2 separate regions of the Mus musculus genome follow, and region 2 is linked to region 1. Evidence: chromatin contacts called from public Hi-C data. All regions are on one chromosome and are shown on one strand. Each heading gives the region's core, a stretch centred on a gene start, on an enhancer-like site or on the middle of the called end of the contact. The rest is flanking DNA. Distances are from core to core; before and after follow the strand shown. Region 1 holds the start of Pif1 (PIF1 5'-to-3' DNA helicase). Region 2 overlaps Trip4 (thyroid hormone receptor interactor 4).

Evidence for each region. Hi-C and Micro-C count contacts between places; a contact is called where the count stands out from the background.
Region 2: a Hi-C map of liver shows a contact between it and region 1, with 2.2 times the contacts expected there. The contact joins the enhancer-like site here to the promoter of Pif1 in region 1. A contact is called at or near these places in 12 of 39 promoter capture datasets (the 3T3-L1 cell line, 3T3-L1-derived adipocytes, the HPC-7 cell line and 5 more), 1 of 15 datasets of contacts at CTCF or cohesin (large pre-B cells), 32 of 484 Hi-C or Micro-C datasets (the 3T3-L1 cell line, 3T3-L1-derived adipocytes, CD4 T cells and 22 more), 22 of 115 datasets of contacts at active chromatin or transcription factors (the 230-238 cell line, the SCID.adh cell line, bone marrow-derived macrophages and 12 more) and 5 of 9 other capture datasets (adipose tissue, embryonic stem cells, liver and 2 more).

What each region holds. Positions count from the first base shown.
Region 1 is chr9:65,582,812-65,588,643 of GRCm38.p6, forward strand. It overlaps Pif1 (PIF1 5'-to-3' DNA helicase), which reads left to right and starts at 4,363. Exons shown (of 12, transcript NM_172453.5): 1 at 4,363-5,583. The coding sequence starts at 5,038.
Region 2 is chr9:65,842,056-65,847,777 of GRCm38.p6, forward strand. All of the region lies in intron 12 of Trip4 (thyroid hormone receptor interactor 4), which reads right to left. Among named protein-coding and RNA genes, the nearest start is that of Zfp609, 17 kb to the left of the region's middle. Within about 2 kb of position 2,491, at least 45 of the 459 cell types and tissues checked have an H3K27ac peak or open chromatin away from gene starts, as enhancers often do. A contact at or near this core is called in the HPC-7 cell line, Th17 cells, adipose tissue and 6 more, where this site is marked.

The sequences.
Region 1 (5,832 bases), core at 3,113-5,612:
AATCATAAAATCTTTCCTCATTCGTCTCTTCTAACCACACTTTCTTCACAAGATTCAACTACAGAAGAAGGAAGGCAAAAGCTTGGAGAGAAAGGATCCTAAGTGTGGGGGACAGAGAGGGAGGCAGGGATCTTTTTAGTATCACATGATACTGCCCTTTGCTATAAAGTTACAGTTATTTCTTTAGCCTGCACTGGGGCCTTTCAGTGAGAGAATGGGTAAGACCCGGGAAGAGTTCTACAGAAGAAAATCTTATAAGAACCCCTTCCCTCTAAATGTCTGCCTCCAATCTGGATTTGGGTTTAGAAAGAAATCCATAAGTAGCTTTATGTCTCCCTCGAATTCGGCCTCACAGCGGCGGCAGCAAGCAGAGAATCACACGTGCACCCAACCCAGAGCAGCAAAGAAGGAAGTTGGACAGCAGACGTGAGGACTCACTCTGGCTCCGCCCCTCTGCATCCGCCAATCAAGGCCCAAATGACAGAACAGCAGAGGTAGAGTGGGCAGGAGGACAGAGTCCAAGAAACACCAGAGTAGTCAAGTTGAGCTCTAGGTTTCTTTTCCTACAAGGACTCACTGTTGTTACTCTTACAAAAGCTTAGGTGGGAAAAATGTCTAACACATTCCAATACAATAAAATAGTACCTAATCTGTATTTTAGAATTCCTTGCCCACGTGCTTATTTAAAATAAATTAAAATATAAGTCAGAAAACTTAGATGCTTAAACTGGAGAGCGGGTAGTGGTGACACATGCCTTTAATCTCAGCACTTGGGAGGCAGAGGCAGGCAGTTTCTGAGTTTGAGGCCATCCTGATCTACAGAGTGAGTTCCAGGACAGCCAGGGCTACATAGAGAAACCCTGTCTCAAGAAACAAAAACAAGGGCTGGTGAGATGGCTTAGTGGGTAAGAGCACCCGACTGCTTTTCCGAAGGTCTGTAGTTCAAATCCCAGCAACCACATGGTGGCTCACAACCATCCGTAACGAGATCTGACTCCCTCTTCTGGTGTGTCTGAAGACAGCTACAGTGCACTTACATATAATAAATAAATAAATCTTTAAAAAAAAAAAAAAAGAAACAAAAACAAGCACGCCTTTAATCCCACAACTCGGGAGGCAGAGGCAGGTGGATTTCTGAGTTCGAGGCCAGCCTGGTCTACAGGGTGAGTTCCAGAACAGCCAGAGCTACACAGAGAAACCCTGTCTTGAAAAACCAAAAAAACAAAAAAAACAAACAAACAAAATTAAAACAAACAAGCAAAAAACAAACAACTAGAGAGATGGCTTGTGTTTGTTTGTTTGTTTTTTAGGACAGTTTCTCTGTGTAGCCCTGGCTACCTGGAAGGAGACCAGCTCACCTCTAAGATCCACCTGCCTCTGCCTTCCAGAGTGCTGGGATTAAAGGTGTGTTCCATCACTGCCTGGCTGAGAGATGACTTTTTTTTTTTTTAAGATTTATTTATTATATGTAAGTACACTGTAGCTGTCTTCACACACTCCAGAAGAGAGCGTCAGATCTTGTTACAGATGGTTGTGAGCCACCATGTGGTTGCTGGGATTTGAACTTCAGACCTTCGGAAGAGCAGTCGGGTGCTCTTACCCACTGAGCCACCTCACCGAGAGATGACTCTTACAGAGGACCTGGATTCCAGTCTAAGCACTCACAAGGTGGTTCACAACCATCTGTAACTAGTTCCAGGTGATCCAGTGCCTTCTTCTGGCCTTGACAAACGCATGGCACACATTCATACATGCAGACAAATCACTGGCACACAAAATAAAATGAATCAATCTAATCATTACAACAAAACAATTCCCAAATTTCACACACACACACACCACAACCAGGGATGTTGGCATCATGTATTCCTAGCTCTTAAGAGGCATAGGCAGGAGAATTGCTCGTATAAGACTACCCAGGGCTGTATCATAGCATGTCCTAGGCCAGCCTGAACTCTCTAGCAAGACCCTGTCTCAAAACCCAAAAGAAGCTACAGGCAGAGGCAGGCAACTCTCTGAGTTCCAGGTAAAGTTAGCCTACAGAGTGAGTTTCAGGACAGCCAGGGCTACACAGAGAAATCCTGTCTTGAAAAAACAAAACGTGAGTGTGTGTGTGTGTGTGTGTGTGTGTGTGTGTGTGTGTGTGTGTTAGAGAAAGAGACAGACAGAGACAAGGTACAAATGTGGAGGTCAGAGGACAACTTAGAAGAGTAGGTTCTATCCATCCATCCACCAAATGGGTCTGTAGGATCAAATTTAGGTTGTCAGGCTTGGTGGCAGGTGCCTTTAACTGCTGAACGATCACTTGGGCTCTACGGTAAAGTTCTTTTAACCTTTCTGCATTATATTTTCTTGAATATTTTCATAATAAAATGTTAGGGCACAAGGGTCTGAGAATAAGAATTATAAATTTGGGCTGGAGAGATGGCTCAGTGGTTAAGATCACTGACTGCTCTTCCAAAGGTCCTGAGTTCAATTCCCAGCAACCACATGGTGGCTTACAACCACCCGTAATGAGATCTGATGCCCTCTTCTGGTGCATCTGAGGACAGCCACAGTGTACTTACATATAATAATATTTAAATCTTTATATTTAAAAAAAGAATTATAAATTTTTGGAGGCAGAGGCAGGCAGATTTCTGAGTTCAAGACCAGCCTGTTCTACAGAGTGAGTTCCAGGACAGCCAGGGCTACACAGAGAAACCCTGTCTCGAAAAAGCCAAAAAAGAAGGAAAGAAAAAAAGAAAGAATTATAAATTTTTATCTCAGTAAATACAGAGTTTTTATGTGATGTTGTGAATAGCTTTTAAATTTTTAATATTTATTTAAACATATATGCATATGCACACACATCTATATGTTCATAGAGTTTTTCCTACATGTTTGAATGTGTGTACCAGAAGGTGTTAGATCTCCTGGAACACAAGGTTGTGAGTCACTGTACTAGCTGAAAACAAATGGTCTTAACCTGTGAGCCATTCCTCCAGTTCCAACGAAAACATTTTCAGGATTAGAGAGATGGCTCAGCAGTAAAGAGCACACATGGGTCTTGCAGAGATCTCCAAGTCCCAGACCCCACGTGGTGGTTCACAAGCATCAGTTTCAGGAGGTTCAACAGGCACACAAGTGGAGCACATGCAGGCAAAACATTCATACACATAAAGTAAAATAATTCTTAACAATTCTTATAATTCTTATTTTGAATATCAAATTTGAGGGCTGTACACTCTGATCCTCAGCGCTGACTGGCCACAGTGGTAGATGCATGGAATTGTAACATTTAGGTGGAGGCAGAAAGATCAGAAACTCAATGTTATGTCCCTGAGAGTAGCAACTTAGAGATATTTGAGGCTAGCCTTGGATATATGATATCTTGGAGGGAAGAGGGGGAGGGGAAAGAAAGAAGAAAGAAAGAAAGAATGAATGAATTTAGTTTGTAGTGGCTATTATTATCTGTAAAATGAGGTGACTGGACCCACCCAGAAGATCCCTTCCAGCTATGTAATTTCAAACTTCAGTGAAGGAAAAATAATAATTAAAAGTAAGTTTTCAAAGCTGGATCTTGTCAAGTGCTTATAGTCACAGCTATTTAGGGAGCTGAAGGAGGATCCCTTAAGGCCAGGAATTTTTAAAACCAGCCTACACGGATTTCTGAGTTCGAGGCCAGCCTGGTCTACAAAGTGAGTTCCAGGACAGCCAAGGCTACACAGAGAAACCCTGTCTCGAAAAACCAAAAAAAAAAAAAAAAAAAAAAAAAAAAGCCTATAAAATGTAACAAGGCCCCAACTGAAAAAGATAAATTCTCGGAGTGGTCAAAGCAACCAGAGGAGTAAGAATTCCCTGAGAACAAGGACTAACTGGCTTCCTTTATAACCACTGGACATCTGTAGTCTCAGCAGGGTAAAAGACAAGGGGGCAGAGAAGGGCAAAGAATTAGGGAACAGGGAAGCGGACTTGGCTGGCCCAGGGAATGACCTGAACAGGAGCCAGTGGTTCGTTCTGTGGGTGGGAACAGGGTCTCCCCAAAGCCAAGCACAGTCATGTGGTGGTGGTAGAATGAGAAAAGCAGACAGCGTAAATTGAAGGGTTCTCAAATCTTTAGAGCCGCCTTGGGTAACAATACGCCACGCGCCACGGAGCCGCAGCCCCATCCCTACCCCACCACGCCCACTCGTGGAACTCTAAAACGCACCCAAGACCAAACACAAAAAGCCTGCTTCTGGTTAACTGTCCTCAGAGAGTTGGAAAGACGAAGAAACGCCGGCCCGTAGACACGCCCCCGCCCCTGTCCCTGATTGGCTAGAGAATTTAAAGACCAGGCCGGTGATAGGGTGGTTTTTCTATTCCTAGTATTTGAATGTTCTTCCTGCTGAAGCTTTCTGCCGGCCGGTTCAGATCAGCTTTTTCATCTGAAAGCAACGAGTCTATCGGATCCTTGAGGTGGGAGGCAAAGAACGCGATTATTTTAGTGATCCTCGCTGGGAGAGGTACAGATTCGTGGGTCAGACGGAGGGACAATGGATTCCTGGGCCTGGAGGTTCCAGACATTCCCTAATCATTTACCCTTTCCAAAGCACTGGAACCACACTGACCCTGATACCTACTAATTGGTTATTGAAGGGGGTGTGCAAGTCTCAGCCTGTTTTCACTTCCAGCCAGTCTCTTTCCCATCGCCCAACGTGTGATTATTGTTCTGCTTCCTGGGTAGAAGTCCCTAACGAGTCCCCTGTTGGCCTGGGTGAGTCTCCTCAACAAGCTTCTTTTCTGAGCAGGAACACCTTTCTAATGTGGACATTGCAGGACAATCGCTCGCGAATCCTAAGTGCATGTGACCCCACCTTCCAGCAGCAGAGGACGTTTCTCCTCGCTCCAGAGTGCTTGGAATATCTTGGTGGCACCTTCTGTTACCAGTGACAACCTGTTGACACTAAGAGGTCTGGACAGGATTTCCCGTCACCGCAGCCATACCACCTATTACATCTCGATTTTCTGTGACTTATGCGCTCCGGTCTCTGCACGCCTGCAGAGGCATTGGAGATGCCTTCTAGCACAGAGGCGGCGACCGATGAATGTGACGATGCGGAGCTCCGGTGCCGGGTAGCCGTGGAGGAGCTGAGTCCTGGAGGGCAACCTCGCAAGCGCCAGGCCCTGCGCGCCGCAGAGCTGAGCCTAGGTCGAAACGAACGACGTGAGTTAATGCTGCGACTGCAGGCACCGGGACCCACGGGGCGGCCACGCTGTTTCCCGCTACGCGCCGTGCGCCTCTTCACCCGCTTCGCTGCGACTGGGCGCAGCACGTTGCGGCTCCCCACCGATGGAGTCCCTGGAGCTGGCTCAGTGCAACTGCTCCTCTCCGACTGTCCCCCGGAGCGCTTGCGCCGCTTCCTGCGCACGCTGCGCCTGAAGCTGGCGGTTGCCCCTGGGCCGGGACCCGCCTCTGCCCGCGCACAGTTGCTCGGCCCGCGGCCCCGAGACTTTGTCACCATCAGTCCAGTGCAGCCAGAGGAACTGCAGCGTGCTGCAGCCACCAAGGCTCCAGATTCTGCGCTGGAAAAGCGGCCAATGGAATCCCAGACTAGTACGGTGAGAACCAAAAAGGGAGTGTGGGCGAGCTATTATTGAGGATCGAAGAAACCCTGGAGGCCCAAGGTTGGGGGAAGATAGTCAGGAGTATTAAGGAGACAGCTGGTGATTTGAAATGCCCATCGTACCTTATTTGAATATGATGGTGAGGTGTAAATCATCCATGCTTACCCACCAGTAAGTCCCAAGATTAGATAAGCTGAGAACAGGAAACTAGGATCCTGGCCACATCCAAAGAAATAGCGGCGG
Region 2 (5,722 bases), core at 1,241-3,740, 260 kb after region 1:
ATGGGTATTTGCACACTAATGTTCTAAGCGACACCAACAGTGCTATAACTGATGAATAAAAAAATATGAAGAATCTATCTCCATCAAAGTATTTTCCAGTCTGAGAAAGACAGGAAATGCTAAGACATTCTATAAGATGCGAAAACTATGGAAATATGATAAATGAAATAAGACACAAAAAGATAAATTCTTCATGATTCTACTTAAAAAGGTACTTAGAACAGGCAAAGCCACACAGATAGGAAGTAAAATAGGAACCAGTTAGCTAGCTAAGAGGGTAAAGGCACTTAGCAAGCAAAAGGCTGTCCATAAATAAAAAAATGTAGCGAAGATACTAGATGCCCTCTTACCTCTATAAAGTTGCCTTATAACCTCCACACATACACCATGACTTACATGCTTGAGCATATGCAAGCACACATGGTGGAAAGAAGGAAGAAAGGAAGGAAGGAAGGAAGGAAGGAAGGAAGGAAGGAAGGAAGGAAGGAAGGAAGGGGGAAAGGGAAGGAGGGGGGAAGGAGGGAGGAAGGAGAGGGGCTGGAGAGATAGGACCTAGTTTGGCTCCTAGCACCAAGGCAGCACACAACTGCCTATAACTCCAGTTCCAGGGGATCCAATGTCCTCTTTTGACTTTCATGGCTCCTGTACATAGGTAGTACATATACATACACTCAAAATTTAAAACAGAAATGAAACATTTTTAAAAATGAAAATAAGTAGCTGGGCATAGTTTAATCCCAGCACTAGGTAGGCAGGTGGGTCTCTGTGAGTTGGAGGCCAGCATGGTCTACTGAATGAGTTCTAGGACAGCCAGGGCTACATAGTGAGACCCTGTCTCAAAAAGCAAGCCTCCCTCCCCCAACAAAAAAAGTGAAATAGTAGTTATACCAGGGACTAAAAGGGGAGGGGAAACAAGTAATGATTTAATCGGTGCAGGTTGGCAGTTAGGATACTAGGTAGTGATGGTAACTATACTCCAATATATTTAATGTCACTGATCCATAACACATAAATGTGCTTAAAATGGAAAAGTATCTTATATAAGGTTTATCACAATAAAAATAAAAGTTTAAAAATTAAGGTTAGGTGCTAGAGAGCTTGGTTAGGGGTGAAGGGTACCTCCTGCTCTTTCAGAGGATTAGAATCTGTTTCCAGTACCAATATCAGGCAACTCAACTGCCTGTAACTCTAGCTCCAGGGGGTCTGATGCCCCCTTCTGGCCTCTAGGTACCTGCACACACAAGACATACTTACACATAAACATACATTTAAAAAATATTTCTTGGGGGCTGGAGAGATGGCTCAGAGGTTAAAAGCACTGACTGCTTCCAGAGGTCCTGAGTTCAATTCCCAGCAACCACATGGTTGCTCAAAACCATCTATAATGGGATCGGATGCCCTCTTCTGTTGTGTCTGAAGACAGCTACAGTGTACTCATATAAATAAATAAATAGTTAAAAAATCAAATATAAATAAAATTAAATAAAAAATATTGCTCTATTTTCTGTGAAACTCAAGATAACTCAAACAAGCAATAGGATGAATATTTATACACCATCCAAAGAAACATAAATTTGATACTCATTTGCTGAGAAATGATAGTAAAAAAACAAGGTTTTTATTTTTCATAATTAAAGTGTTTCCAAAACAGAAAAAAAAAAAAAAAAAAAAAAAAGCCAAACCATTTCGTATGGCTAGTAAGAGCACAGCAATTCAGAAGAGAGCAGTCTGGTGTCTGAGTCAAGAAGACCCAGGCAGCACTGGTCAACCTTGTGTACTGTGACAAGCATAATGCAAACTGTGTACCAAGGCTCTGGTGAAGTTATTTGACACAGCCTTGGATGAGGTTTGCCAGAAACAGCTATATTCATGTGAATTTGAATTCATTTTTGGTACTTGCATGTCTAGAAACCTTTTATACTGCTAAATTTCTCTAAACCCCACATTCACTTTCAAAGTCCCAAAAGGAGAGGCTGTGACTCAATTCGTCAGAAGTTGAGTTTGCCTCTGTACCTGGCTTCCTAGAATGTTTCAAAGCCCTATTACATGGCTTCATCTTGTTCTTCCTTCAGGACTTTGTTCAAATGTCAATTCTGACATAAATCTCTCCCGACCCCACTATTTAAAAATCAGCGGTAGAGTGCTTGCTGCTTGCCAAGAATGCACAAGGCTCTGGTTCAATAATCAGCACCAACAAAAATAAATAATGAAAACATAAGGAAATCACAGCACCAATTACCCTATAAATTTAGCACTTTGAACTTCTTTCCTACCTTATCTTTTTCCATAGTACTTACCATGATCTGATAACATATATTTATATTTTTTGCTTCTCTTCACTAAGATGAAAGCTTCAAAAGGGCAGACATTCCCACACCCACCCTTGGAGGGAGGGCTAGGAGATGGCTCAGTGCCTAAGAGCATCTGCTGTGAAAAAAACAGGGCTCAAGTACAGGAAGCTTCAAGTTCAGTGGAAAATGGTCTCAGAAAGTAAGGAGACTGATAGAGGAAGGCACCGGATGTTCTCTGCCCCTCTCTCTGCTAGGATCAGACACAACATACATTAGGCAATCAATGAATAGTTGTTGAATGCTGTTGGCACCGTCCCAGCAGCTGGGATCATGAGCCTTTTACCACAACTTCCACTGAACTTGAGAGTGTTCACAAGAAACAGAAATGAGGAACAAAGCAGAAGTCTAAAGAGAAGTCCATTTGGATAAGTCTTGTATCTCTCAAGAATATAATAACCCTTGCCCTTGAGGTCTGGACACGAAGGGCCACATTACACACTAAGCAGTGCTTAGTTGGCCCGGTAATGTGGGCCTCTAGTCCCAGCTGCTGGCAAGATTGAGGCAGGCAAGCACAAGTTACAGAGAGAGTTTAAAGAGAGCCTGGGCAACTTACTGAGACTGTATTAAAGTAAAGTATAAGCAAGGCTGGGGCTGTAGCTCAGAGGTGATCGATCAGCATGCACAATGCCCTTGGTTCAATGCCCAGCACTGTGGAGGGGTGGAGGGAAAGAAGGCTTTGTATCTTTGGTCTGAGATTTACAAAGCAGCAACTGCAGCGGCTCAGCAAGAATCAATTCGCAAGGGTAATGAACACAAATAAACTCTAATGTCACATCCAGTTTAGATGCTAAGCTAAGGGTCACTGATAGAGCATAATAAATAGGTCGGGAAATATGAGCTTTATAATCAAGGAACAATCCAAATTTGGGCACAGACTCTGGCAGGTGCTTTTATTTTGGTCTGTAGAGACTTTTATCACGAGTTCCAGCCCGAGGAGCAGCAGAGGTGGGCCTACCTCTCTTTCATGCCTCATAACTTTCATAGCTGTCTAACATAACAAGTAATTAACTGCCAAACAGCTATTTCTTCTCCTCTGAGGGGAAACTGCTCACCAGTCATTTAGAAAACATTGTTTTGTCATTTTCCAAACAGAGAGGAAAAAGGTTAGTACCTTTTGGCAACTACTACTGATTTAGAGCCAAATAAAAATTTCTGCCCAACTCGGCAAGGCCCCACTTCATCCTTTTGTTAAAATGATCAATAACTTCTTAATTATGTCACTCTTCCCAACAGATCCCCAGGTGAATTGCATATATACACACTGCACTGTGTGTGTGTGGCCATGTCTGTGTGTGTGGTGGTAGTGCCTGAAACAGGGCCTTGCACATGCTGGCCAAGCACTATCAATGAACTATAGCTCTAGCCTATAACTTATAAAAATCTTTTTCCTGTTTCCTGATGACTAATAGCAAAAGCAAACACTTAAGAAACAATTCACCCCCAGCCAACCCCCCCACACCCCATACCCCCCCACACACACGCAGATGCACAGCTTGGTCTTCATGTGGGTTCCCCAACAACTGGAGCAGGAGCTGTTCCTGAATCTACGGCATGCCTGCGGATCCCATTCCCCTAACTGGGCTGCTATGTCTTGCCTCAGTGGGAGAGGATGCACCTTGTCCTGCAGTGACTTGATGGGCCAGGGTGAGATAATACCCAGGGGTCTCTCTTCCTCTTCTCGAAGGAGAAGGGGAGGGGGGAAATGGGGGAAGAGCTGTATATAGGGGAACTGGGAGGGGAAGGGGGGCTGATATTGGGATGTAAAGTAAATAAATAAATGAAAGCAAAGAAAACAATTCACTAACAAGAATATATATTTGCTGGGGAGAAGGGACACAACTAGATAATCTATGAATCAGGCTCTGATTTAAGAGCATCAAAGCACTAGGCTGGCATGCTTTTAACCCGAGCACTCAGAAGGGAGGTAGGAGCAAGTGGATCCCGGTACACAGAGCTAGTTTTTCCTAGGACAGCCAGAGCTGTACAGAGAAACCTTGGGCTGAAACGAACAAAATGAAAACCAACCAAACAAAAAAATCTCTACTACTATCTAAGCAGCACAGATGTCAGGCTTAGTAGCAAACTCCTTTGTCAACACTGAGCCATCTTGCCAGCTCAATAGCTCTTTACTTGACAATGAACATAAATTTCCTAGATTTCCTTACATACCAGCAGTGGCAATGAAGGCCTTTTATGCCAGCACTGAGGAGGCAATGGCAGATAGATCTGTATGTATTCCAGGCCAGCCAAGACTACATAGTGAGATCTTGCCTCAAAAAAAAGAGAGACGGAGGGAGGGAGGGAGGGAGGGAGGGAAGGAAGGAAGGAAGGAAGGAAGGAAGGAAGGAAGGAAGGAAGGAAAAATATTTACTTATATAATTATCCACTCATCAATAAATATTTGGGTGCCTAGTATAAGCCAGACACCATTGTAGATACTAAAGGAAATGATAAAATTAGCCATAGATTCTGCTCTCAGGTATTTGAGAGTCCACTAGATATGTGTGTTAAGGATCAGAAGTGAAGACACAGGTGTGTTTTGTGTTTTCTGTGGTTGTTGGCTTAAGCCCAGTAAACATGCTGTATGAGCCCTGTACCACTGAATATACCTCTGCCCAAGAGACCGTTAAAGAAGCCAAAGTTGCTGGGCATGGTGGTACATGCCTATAATGCTAGCATTCTTCAGGCTGAGGCAAGAGGATTGCAGGATTGGAAAGTTCCAGCCTGGGTAACATCGTGAGACCTGAGAGTCTATGAGAGGTGTGGGAAGAGAGACTACCTTTCAGGGCTTGAAGAAGGGAAATATAATCTCTAGTCAGAAGAGATTCCATGTCTTTGGAGAATAATAATAGACACTATCACACTCAATCACTAAATATGTGCCACACTCATGTATATGTATTTTATTTTCTAAATCTCTGGACAATTTGGGATAGGCATGGTAGCACACTTTTGTGAGACAGAGTTTGTCTGTAGCCCTGGCTGTCCTGGAACTCACTTTATCAACCCAGCTGGCCTCAAACTCACAGAGATCTGTCTGCCTCTGCCTCTTGAGTGCTGGGATTAAAGGCATTGGCCACCACCACCCAGCTCTGTAGCACACACTTTTTAATCCCAGCAATTGAGAATTAAAAATAAGTGAATCTCAGTAAGTTCAAGGCCGTGCAGGTCCATAAAGCAAGTTCTATGCCACCTAGTACCATCCTGTGTCAAAAACAAAACAAGATACTAGAGACTTGGCCCCATGCTTAAGAGCACTGGCTGCTCTTCCAGAAGACTTGGGTTTAGTTCCTAACACCCACATGTTAGTATACAGCGTCCGTAGCTCCTGTTGCAGGGGCTCTAACATCTGGCCTTAGGGGGCACTCATG